Linked DNA regions of Mus musculus: regions 2 and 3 are each linked to region 1. The links are chromatin contacts, called in public Hi-C and promoter capture Hi-C maps. All regions are on one chromosome and are shown on one strand. Each heading gives the region's core, a stretch centred on a gene start, on an enhancer-like site or on the middle of the called end of the contact. The rest is flanking DNA. Distances are from core to core; before and after follow the strand shown. Region 1 holds the start of Fars2 (phenylalanine-tRNA synthetase 2 (mitochondrial)). Region 2 holds the start of Eci2 (enoyl-Coenzyme A delta isomerase 2). Region 3 has its middle 60 kb from the start of Gm30549.

Region 1 (3,494 bases), core at 738-3,237:
GTTCGGCTGGGTATGAGCTCACTTGTCCAACCCATGTGCTATTCTCAGTTGACACGACAACTATTATTTTCTCAGCAGGTTTCTGAAATATGAATTACTGCTGGGAAAGTTGGTGCATCTGTTCACAGACTAAAGTAGTGCATAGCCGGACGGGTAGCTCAATCCCTAGAGAAGGGTGCACCTAGAACCAGGTCTGTTTCAGGAGTTAACTGCCAAGACACCCAGCCCATGCCTGGGCAGCTGTGAAGGACAGCTTGTTAAGTACTTGAAAGACTTGGGAAATAAATGAAAATAAGCAAACTGTCTGGAGAAAATGAGCTGGTTTCATCAGATTCTTATTCTTAGATTCAATCTCAAAGGATTCAGGTAATTAATCAATAAGACACCAAATATCAGAAAAACCCTAAAACTCTACAGAAATGTTGGGTCAGAAGTTTCAAAGAAGCAGAAACTGTGAAGGTGGAGGTTCTGAGGTAGAGTTTTGTGTGTGTGTGTGTGTGTGTGTTGTTTTGGTTTTTTTGAGACTGGGTTTCTCTGTGTAGTTCATGGTGGCCTCGATTTCAGCGCTCTGGCTGCCTGTGCCTTCCCAGTGCTGGGGTTAAAGGTGTGCACCACTACCATGTGGCAAGGAAGTATAAGGGACTCATACAAGTAGGGGAATAGGCCAAGCAAGGAAAGAAATGGGGCAGAGTTAAAAATGTAAGTTTTAGTGCATTTAAGTGAGGTGCACGCATAGTAACTCATTAACATACATTTTATAACTTAAAATAAATTTAAGTTTTAAATGTTTTTGAAGAATTGATGCTCCTGTCCTCTTGTTATAGGTCCTAGACTCTAGGATCTAGCAGTAAGATTTCAGTTTGGCGAGGCTGGATAAACTAAGAATTCAGTTTTTAAAGGCTTAGCAACTCATTTTACCTTTAACATGAATATGTAGCCCCTCTCCACCATCCTTTAGTAAGAACGTATCTGATACTTGGAACCAACGTCACGAATTAAAACACTAGTGAAATGAAAGGGGGCCCTAGAGCAAGCCTTCAGTTTTGTGTCCACGTGGTCTAGACTGCCTGCTTCCACTCTTGTAATCTCAAGGCAAGATATAGGTATGCCCTAAGTTTCCTTGTCCTAGCTTCTCACTGGTAGCTTCGCGTTCATCACTTTGTACCGCAGAAACAGGACACTGTTTAATGGTCCTAAAGCCCCTATGTGGGTGTCAGTTCAGGGAAGGTATCCCAGCATTTGAAGGGCAAGTCCTTGGCTCCTCCCCTCCAGGGCTCTGAGGGTCACACCTGGGGGTGGACAGTTGCACGTGCGCGTCATGGGAGTGGAGCCTGTCACTTTCACAGGTTGTGGCCGCCTGATCCGCGACCCCCGCAGACAGAGCTGGGCACCCGATTCCCGGCCCTCCCCCCGGGTCACCTGTAATTGTAGGCGCTGAAATGCTTGCTCTCTCTCATCATCGCCCGGTACAGATCTAAAACTTGTGCGCGGCTGGAGGCTGCCATGTTGAAAATAAACAAAAACAAACAAACCAAAAAACACCCTAACAACAAAACCAAACAGGTCCTTCTTCGTAGAAGCCCCAAGTTTAACTGAACCCAAATGTCAAACGATGCAAAAAAAAAAAAAAAAAAAAAAAAGCACGCTGGAAGGCAGGAGAAGAGAGGCTCCGCCTGGCTCGCGCGCGGCCTGGCTCGCGTCCTGCGCGAGAGGTGGCGCCGCAGGCAGGGCGGCGGGCAGCTAAGGGGTGGCGCCCGTGTCCTGGAGGCTCCGCGTTCCTCACAGGCTCCTCGGGCGGCAGGAGGCCGAGCCGTCCAGCCCCAGGCTCGCTCCTCGGGAGGACAGTCGCGGGCTCGAACACCAGGGCTCAAAGCCTCCTCCGCCTTTCGAACCGCCCGGGGGCGTGGCCGAGATCCCGGTGTCTCCTGACACCACGCCCCCTACACCTGCCTAGGCCCCGTTGCCTGGGTTACGAGCCGCGCTCCCCAGCCCTGCCCCTGCCCGGCTCGGCTGTCTTTGGCGCTGCCTGACCTGCTGTGCACGAAAACGAGGGTGACTTTGCTTTGGATCCGTCTGGTTGGCAGCCTGAGTTTATCAGTGTCATCGTGACTGGGGGACGCAGCGCCAGTGGTGCGGAGGTAACTAGCTGGCGACTTCCTGGCGCACCGGCTTGTCTTTGGGCGAGCGGCTCAAGGGACCTAGGGCCCTGGCCTCTTCCCGTCAAGATGGCGGCGCCCAGCGCGCCCAGCGTCTCGGTAGCCAGAGGTTAAGCTCAGTGACGGCGGAGTGAGTGTGTGGCCGCTTTGCGGACTTCGAAACGCCCGCGTTTGGTTTCCCCGGCGTACGCTGGGTGAGTGCTGGCCTTGCTGCAGAGTAGAGGTGTCAGGTCGCCGACTGTTATGCACTTTGCATTCGGCTGTGACTTCCATTTCCGGGATCTTCACTAAGGGGCTACACTATTTTTTGTTTGTTTACTATTTTTTCTTTCTTTTCTTTTCTGTTTTTTTTTTTTTTTCTTTCCTGTTTTTGAGACGGGGTCTCGTTTTGTAGTCCAGACTGCCCTTGAGCTCCTGGTCACAGATTTCCCGGTGCTGGGATTAAAAGTGTGGGATGCACTACTGTTTTTGTTAAGAGCACGGTTTTGTAGTGCGTAAACATAAATAAACAAACAAGCACATAAATAAATTAGATGTCATGATTAATAAGGGAACCCTTAGGACTTTAGGGGATTTCCTAGACATCATTTCAGACCCAAGGCAAAAAGAGGGTTTTTCTCAGCTTTTAGCTATCACGGACCAGCTTACTAAAGTACTTAAGTTTTTGGGTTGTTCCTTGATCTTAGGACTGTGCGAAGAGAAGCTTCGAATAATTCTGGTTCTTGTGTTTGGAACTCACTCGTTAGTTTTGGAATATTGTTTTATATTAAGATGGTGCAACAAGCCACTACCTGCAAATTCTCTGTCCCTAAATACAGCAAAGAGTCATTTTAACGATAAGACGGAAGTCAATTTACCATGCCTTATCATTTGTTTTGGTGTATCAAGCTTTCATTCTCTATTCGAAACAATCTGTGTTTTTCTGGATCACATGTTTGCAACTTGTTGTCCTTGAATCTAAGTATACCTACTCGTCTTGATGTAGTGGCAATCAAAGGTATTGACGATACAGTGCTTTTATAAAAACACTCTTAAGCCCCTGTTTGATTTTTGTCTTAGTCAAAATAGATTTTTAAATTTCAAATTTAATTTTTAAATAAATGGAACAGAACTTGCCTTTTGTTCCCTTTCTGTTTGTTTGATCAGGTCACTGACTCAAGTTTAATGGGATCCATTAATATTTTGAGTTTTACTTGCAACTTTCTAAATGGCTGACATCTGTAAAGTAGGTTTTCCCCTTGTTGCAGAGTCAGAACAGAGCTGTGGTCTCTTGAGGTAATAGAATATTGATTGCTATTGATAATAATGCCCCAGGAAAACCTACACATTAAAAGTTAC
Region 2 (3,494 bases), core at 704-3,203, 1.1 Mb before region 1:
AGCCCACTCTCTTACACATTCCTCATCAACTGTTAATAAAGTGTTCAACAGACTTGCAGACACAACAGTCTTATTGAGGCACTTTCTTAATGGAAGAGTCCCTCTTCTCAAATGTTTCTACCTTATGCCAAGTTAACAAAACAAAGCAAACCAACCAGGACACCCGAGATAAAGAGACACTCACACGCATCGCTTAGTAGAAATGATAAGAACAATAAATGATAACAATGGAGTCCAGACTGGCAGACATCTGATGAAGTCTTTTCCATTATAACCTTTAGTTCCTCAAAAGTTAGAAAAATTTTCCAACATTCACAAATATGAGTTACAGTATCCAATTAATCAGTTGAACAGTTATTAAATTTTACCTTATGTCTTCTCTGATTTTGTCTTTTTTATTTTAATTAATTTCAAACATCCCCCTAAACCCATACTATTTCATCCTTAAATACTATCTATTTCCCCGAAACACCAACATTTTATTATATAATTAATCATGGCACTGTTAACGATAACCAGGACACTGGTAAATGATGGTAAAACTCGGTCCGTATTCAAGTTTATCCAACTGCCCCAGTGAATTATTCTCATTAGGAAGGGCTCAAGCAGGCTCCAAACATGTGAATATAAATGGTGTATCTTCCAAATCTCTTTATTCTGGAGAGAAGCAGAGGAGGCTACTCTGTGCTTTAATAGCATATAAAGGCCTAATATGAAAAACAAAACAAAATAAAGCCTGCATACATACACCCCAAAGGGGAGCCAGCCATGCAACCGGAATGTTAGAAACAGTGTTAGAAACGTATCAGAAACGTATCAAATTCAGGAATCATTTGCTCAAAATGCGTTTAAGTTACAACAGAGCTCAGTCTATTACCTGCTTGTACAGTGCATAGAGTCTTAGCTTCACTTCGTTTCCCGGGTCCTTCTTCAAGAGTTTCACCTGGTTCAATGCATTTTCAAAGTCCTGCTGACTGGCTCTCATTGTTGGTCTGCCCAAGTGCAGTTTAGCCACTTGTAATCTGAAGACCTGCAGGACACTACAAATAGTGGTTTCTGTTTGTTCCTTGCCCTTTTATTTCTGCAGCAACAGGATTACTGATTGGCTCCAACTCATGTTGATCAGAACAGCATGCATCTACAACAGAGGCAGGCGGATTTCTGAGTTCAAGGCCAGCCTGGTCTACAAAGTGAGCTCCAGGATATCCAAGGCTATACAGAGAAACCCTGTCTCGAAAAACAAACAAACAAACAAACAAAAACAACAACAACAACAAAAACCCCAACAGTTTCCCTAAGTAAGCAACTTCCCACTGACGCTTATTGCACGCTCATTCAAATGGAGGGTAAGTTTTGCCTTTTGAGAAAGTCACACAGCGGTTCACTTTGCTCCATAGTTCTTTGGGTTATTACTTATGGAGCACTCTCTCCAGCCACTTCTCTGAACAAAGTGAGCTTACTGCTTGAAACCCCACACTGGTTCAGCAGCGCTCAGAGCTAACTAGCAATATTGGACAAAGTGTCATCTTAGCCAAGGCACTGCGTGCGTGCCCTAGGAAGTCCCGGGCTGGGCCTGGAGGCCTGGGTGCCCCGGGGACCCAAGCACCGACGGAGGCGACCGGAGCGCGTCCATCCTTACCCTTTGGGACTCAGCAGAGGAAGAACCTTCGAGGTCACTCTTTAGAGCTCTCTCGCTGGGAAATCGTCAAAGTAATATCCTGCTGTCTCGCTAGCCAGGCCAGATGACAAAGCGGGCGGCTCCGTGGGCGGGCGAAAATTCCCGCTGGCGACTTTGGGCCGGAGAGTCGAGGCTGCAAGCTTACCTCGGACACCAGCATCGAGCCCGACTCCAGGTCACTGCCGCCATAGCTAGATACTGTGGTCAAACTGAGCCCGGAGGCTTAGGCCCAGCAGAAACTGCAGGGCAAGACCGGGAAGGGGCGGAGCCAGAGGTGCGCTCCGGGCGTGGGTGGGGCCAGGGTTCAGGGGCGGGGCCAGGATGTGAGCTCGGCCTGTGAAAGGACCCGGGGACAAAAAGACTGGCGGAGATAATCTTGGATGTGAGCCCTGGGCAGGGGTGCGACTAGCGACTCCTTCAGAGTTGAGAATGGGCGGGTTTCGAGGAGGAGCCTAGAATGCCTGGCCCAGGTCCAACTCCGTACAAAGGTGATTGGCACAAGATCTGGCAAAGAGGGACAGGGTACGGAGGCGGTTCACTGTGTTCTTCGGAATATTAATCAGAGAGCCTAAGCATATTTATTTACAAACCGGACAGCTCCCAGAATGTTTAGTTAGGAGCACGCTCCTGAGCACGTTCAGTCTAAGGTCATGGAACATTATGTTTAAAAGATTATATGGACAAGAGTGCTCCTGGATATGCTTATCTTGCACAATTAAGTTTAAGCTGAACATGAAACGGTATAAGCTTCATTAATGTAGGCGTTTGCCCCTAAGGTGATTCTCATGCTTAGCAGAGGCCACCTCCAGTAAACACCACGTCTGGCTGAAGATTGGGGTGGGGGTGGGGCAGTTCGCAAGGAAAGGGAACCACACTGAGCAGAGTATTAGTTGAGCTTGAGGATCACTGCGCCCACGTTAAGAAGCTCTTGTAGTGTGTGAGACCTGGAACTAGCATTGTAAAGTACCTTCATAGTGAGTCCTAGACCTCCCTGCCGACTCAAATGATCCTCTTTGCACGTAGATAAAATTCTTGATATGAATATATATATGTTCTGTGCTAAGAGTAATAGAGAGCCACGGAAGAGCTAATTGGTAGAGCTAGAGAATTGACTAGGCTATTTGAGAACAGTCGTGGCTCTTGCAGAAAGCCCGGGTTTGGTTTCTCTGAATCTACAGGGTGGGTCATAACCATTCATAACTCCAGTTCCAAGGGGACAGACACATTTTATGACCTAAACAGCCCTCAGACACACAGATGGTATGCATAATACCAGTATGCAAAACCAATTACATAACGACAGTTAAATAAATAGACAAAGTAAAACAAAAAAGTTACAACAAATACATTTTTTTAAAAAGAGCCATTGGGTATGCTTTTGATCTACTTTACAGTGCAGTCAAGATGCCCGGGCATGTCTCTGAGAGTTTTGTTTCTGTACTAGAGTGAGAATGGCAGAATCCTCCTCAAGATCTCACCAGAGTTCGAATCTCCACTCCTGGTTCTTATAAAGACCTTGGAGAAGGAGGTGTGTGGGTCAATTAGGTCCTACCTTAGAGGCTTGACTGCACGTGAGCAGTGCTGTCTAAGAAGGGATTTGATACAGACACCCAGGCCTGGTGGTCACAAGAGCCAGGAAATGTTCCCAGTGAAACTGAATCTTGGGGGTTCTACTTCACAGGGTCTGCTCAGTATTCTGGGAGATGTTTCTTGAGACGGTGCCATGGAACCTATGATGGATGGAGATGCCAACCAGAGTGCTTGTTTTTATTTATACTATTAAAACCATCAGCTCATGTTATCATTATGGCATATA
Region 3 (3,494 bases), core at 579-3,078, 1.0 Mb after region 1:
TCCCCTTGAACTAGGCTCTCATACTCTCATACATCAATTGTTAATTTAAACAAACAAACAAACAAACAGACAAACAAACATGCCCTACAGACTTTCATACCGGCAATCTGATGGAGTTATTATCTCAATTGAGGCTCCTCATCTCAAGGACCAGCTTAGGTCGAGTTAAGAATCTTAACCAGCACAGTATGTGTGTGAACAGTGCACGAGAGGAGGGATGATTGAGGCAGCAAGTGGTGCAAGTCCCACTGCCCAACAGTTTCACTAGTTCTGCGTGTCAGAAACAGGCTTTAAACTCTTTGACAAACAGCATTTCATTCTCTATTATAAGGAGAAGCAGAGGAGGAGGAAAAAGGGGGAAAGAAGGGAGAGGAGAAATTTTAACTGAAGTGAGTCAAGTAGGAGAAGGAAGAGGAGGAAGAAGAAGAAGAAGAAGAAGAAGAATAGGAAGGACTGATTATGAAACAATGCAAATCCTAATATATGTGTGTATTTCTTTGGAGTTTACAAGGTACACTTTTTAATTTATTTTTATTGGTTATTTTATTTGTTTACATTTCAAATGTTGTCTCCTTTCCTAGTTTCCCCGACAAAAACTCCCTATCCCATCCCTTCTTCCCCCTACTTCTATGAGGGTGCTCCCCCACCTAACAACCCACACACTTCTGCCTCACTGCTCTAGCATCCCCCTGTACTGGGGCATCGAGCCTCTCCTGGGCCAAGGACCTCCCCTCCCATTGAGGCCAGATATGGCAATCCTCTGCAACAAGTACATTTTATTTAACAACTACATAGCATTTTCAAAGATGACATGGAAGTTAAACAAGATTCAGCTTTCTGTTAACTTCACAATAGTCCTGAGACAGATAGAGAACAGGTGTTTTAACTACGCCATATTTGAGCTTGAGCATGCCCAAACTTGTTCAAAATGCCTAAATATTGCTTGTCTAATAGCACACAAATGATCAGTAGTGGTACAGGGACCTCAATCCAAAGAGGGGTTCTTTATATCAAGCTGCTCCCTTTATGTTTTATTTTGATCAGATAATATTCCAGTAGTGAACCAAAATAAAATTCTAAAATGTGCATATTGAACAAGGAGATTTGTGCATATCAAATAGCTCATTTACTATGAAATTTGCTTTTCTGGTGTAATTTACTGCCCAGAATCTGAAAAGAGAGAGTTTGATAATATTTATAAACCACATCCAGACAATCAAGAATTAACTACATTAATCTCCAGAATCTAATAAATATTACATTAAGCTTTCCAAATGGGATTGCTAGCCTTTGGGCTATTGCATTAGCTGGACAAACCAATTCCCATACTGCTGTTTAGATGAAAGTAATAAGCCCTATTCAAACTAAAACACTACATGGTGCTGAGATATGCTATCAAGCTATCAGTAGAGCAAATACTGACCCCATCCCAGAGTAAGAAACTAAATTCCTAAGCCACCAGTAAATCTATGCAAAACTGCATTAAGTTGGAAAATATTGGACTTGAAAATCAAAATATCCATAGCTAAATGCCAAATCATTCCAAAATCCTATTCAGTTTAGCTCCTGGACCTGACCAGGGTCTCAACAGGGAAATAGGCACCTGCTTGAAGGCCAGTAAATATTGGTCCCTGATGCAGCTCAGTTCACTGAAGCCAACTGACTTGGCCTTGTCATTAGGAATCTTAAATGGAAAAAAATAAGACCGTATTGAATGGGTCCGTTTTGCAAAGAACAGCTGCAAAGCAATTTCACGTTTCGCTGTGTTGCAATCCTAAGTAACCGCCAGAGCCGTTCTATTTCTGTAAAGTCACACACCCACAGAGAGTTCACAGGCAAGCTAGCTGGAGGAAAGGCTGCTTCTCCCTCTTGTACCGGAACCCTTGAGTGGCAGGTGTTTGAACGGCTACCAACGAAAGCTAACAAACCTGTCCACCAGGAAATCTAAGGGAAGCTAATCAATCTATCGGTACAACTATTGTAGTTTCTTTCACTTCTGCCAGAATTTCAAATGTTTGCTGATGATGTTGGGGAAATTAGGAGCGGGGCAGGGGGCAGAGGGGGAGAATCATGTAGAATTAGATCTAAAGAGGAGGTTAGTGGGGAACTAATGGATGGGCCTGCAAAGTCCTTCTGATCATGCCCCCTTTTCCACTTCAAAGAGACTTTTTGTTGCCACCACACCAGTGAAACTGTCTTTGGCCAAGATAATGCACTTGAAAAGTTAAGTTTCTCTATTAGGGGTGGCTGGTATGGCTGGGAAGACAGGTCAGTCACTCGAGTGTTGGGTACATAAACTTACATTCCTGAGTTTGATTCCCAGGACCCATGTTAAAAGCTAAGCATGCAGTACACACTTAAAATCCCAGAGCTGGTGCCTGGCAACCCCTATCCCAGTGATTCTTAACCTGTGGGTTGTGACCCATTCACAGGGGGTTGCCTATGATCATCTTCATAACAGATATTTACATTATGATTCATAACAGTAGCAGAACTACAGTTGTGAAGTAGCAGCAAGAATAATTTAATGGTTGGGAGTCACCACCACTTGAGGAACTGTATTAAGGGTTCCAGCATTAGGAAAGCTGAAAACCACTGCTCTATAATGATGTATGTGATGGCTATGGCCCATAGGATTGAACCTGTCAGAGTGGAACTTCCCTATCACATGAAGCAATGACTAGCAAGCTCTTTTATTCTGTCAATCAATAGACTCGTTCACTCAATAAATATTTGTTTAGTTATCTGCAGTGAGATGGTGACTAGGCATTGATTAAGGCAGACATGATCCCTGCTTGAGTTGGGTGTGTCTTACAGTAAGGCAAGGTTTAAAAATGAAAAGGAAGCACAAACAGGGCTTAGTGCTAACAACAACAGTGGCCAGTGCTTCCCAGAGGCTCTCCATCTTGCACTGCATACATATCAGGGAATGCCTCCTGAAGGAGAGGATATTGAATACCATGAAGGACTTGCTACCTCTGTCCATCTCCACAGTGACAACAGTCTCAAAGGTCTCCCATTCTGATTCATATGTTGGTCACATTTTCCAACTCTCTTGAGCAATCCTCATTTGTATACACTGGCATACAATCTCAATATGATAAGCCCTCACTTGTTCTTCACCTCACTTCTAGATTCTAGTCCACTCTTATTGCATCCTCCATATGAATATTTTTATGCTTTTTACTCCATCTCTTCTCCTGTTATTTCTTCCCCCTATTTCAAATAAACTTTGGTTCTCACTACTAAAAATAAAACAACCCTTGCCAAGATGCCCACTGATTATCTCCTGGTCAAATCCTGTGGCAATTTCATTTACAAGGCAATGTCATTGCTGTTTGAAATTGTTCACTCTATTTGCTTATACCAAGGGGTTTCTTCTAGAACTCACAGAAATGAACCTGTCCATCTAAGGGTCAGAGGGAAATTCTGTTTCATAGGTTGGTCACATTTTCCATCTCTACTGAGAACCCCCCCCCTTTATATACATGTGT

Evidence for each region. Promoter capture Hi-C pulls out the DNA fragments that hold promoters and counts their contacts. Hi-C and Micro-C count contacts between places; a contact is called where the count stands out from the background.
Region 2: a Hi-C map of uterus shows a contact between it and region 1, with 4 times the contacts expected there. The contact joins the promoter of Eci2 here to the promoter of Fars2 in region 1. A contact is called at or near these places in 2 of 39 promoter capture datasets (neutrophils and pre-B cells) and 2 of 484 Hi-C or Micro-C datasets (CD4 T cells and uterus).
Region 3: a contact with region 1 is called in a promoter capture Hi-C map of 3T3-L1-derived adipocytes, with 4 times the contacts expected there. The contact joins the enhancer-like site here to the promoter of Fars2 in region 1. A contact is called at or near these places in 3 of 39 promoter capture datasets (3T3-L1-derived adipocytes, hippocampal neurons and liver) and 1 of 115 datasets of contacts at active chromatin or transcription factors (the SCID.adh cell line).

Annotation. Positions count from the first base shown.
Region 1 is chr13:36,115,656-36,119,149 of GRCm38.p6, forward strand. Fars2 (phenylalanine-tRNA synthetase 2 (mitochondrial)) reads left to right here and starts at 1,988. Exons shown (of 7, transcript NM_024274.3): 1 at 1,988-2,350. It overlaps Lyrm4 (LYR motif containing 4), which reads right to left and starts at 1,702. Exons shown (of 3, transcript NM_201358.2): 1 at 1,420-1,702. The coding sequence starts at 1,505.
Region 2 is chr13:34,992,191-34,995,684 of GRCm38.p6, forward strand. It overlaps Eci2 (enoyl-Coenzyme A delta isomerase 2), which reads right to left and starts at 1,954. Exons shown (of 10, transcript NM_001110331.1): 1 at 1,824-1,954; 2 at 878-1,040. The coding sequence starts at 1,867.
Region 3 is chr13:37,129,038-37,132,531 of GRCm38.p6, forward strand. No RefSeq gene overlaps it. Among named protein-coding and RNA genes, the nearest start is that of Gm30549, 60 kb to the left of the region's middle. Within about 2 kb of position 1,829, at least 66 of the 459 cell types and tissues checked have an H3K27ac peak or open chromatin away from gene starts, as enhancers often do. A contact at or near this core is called in 3T3-L1-derived adipocytes, the SCID.adh cell line and hippocampal neurons, where this site is marked.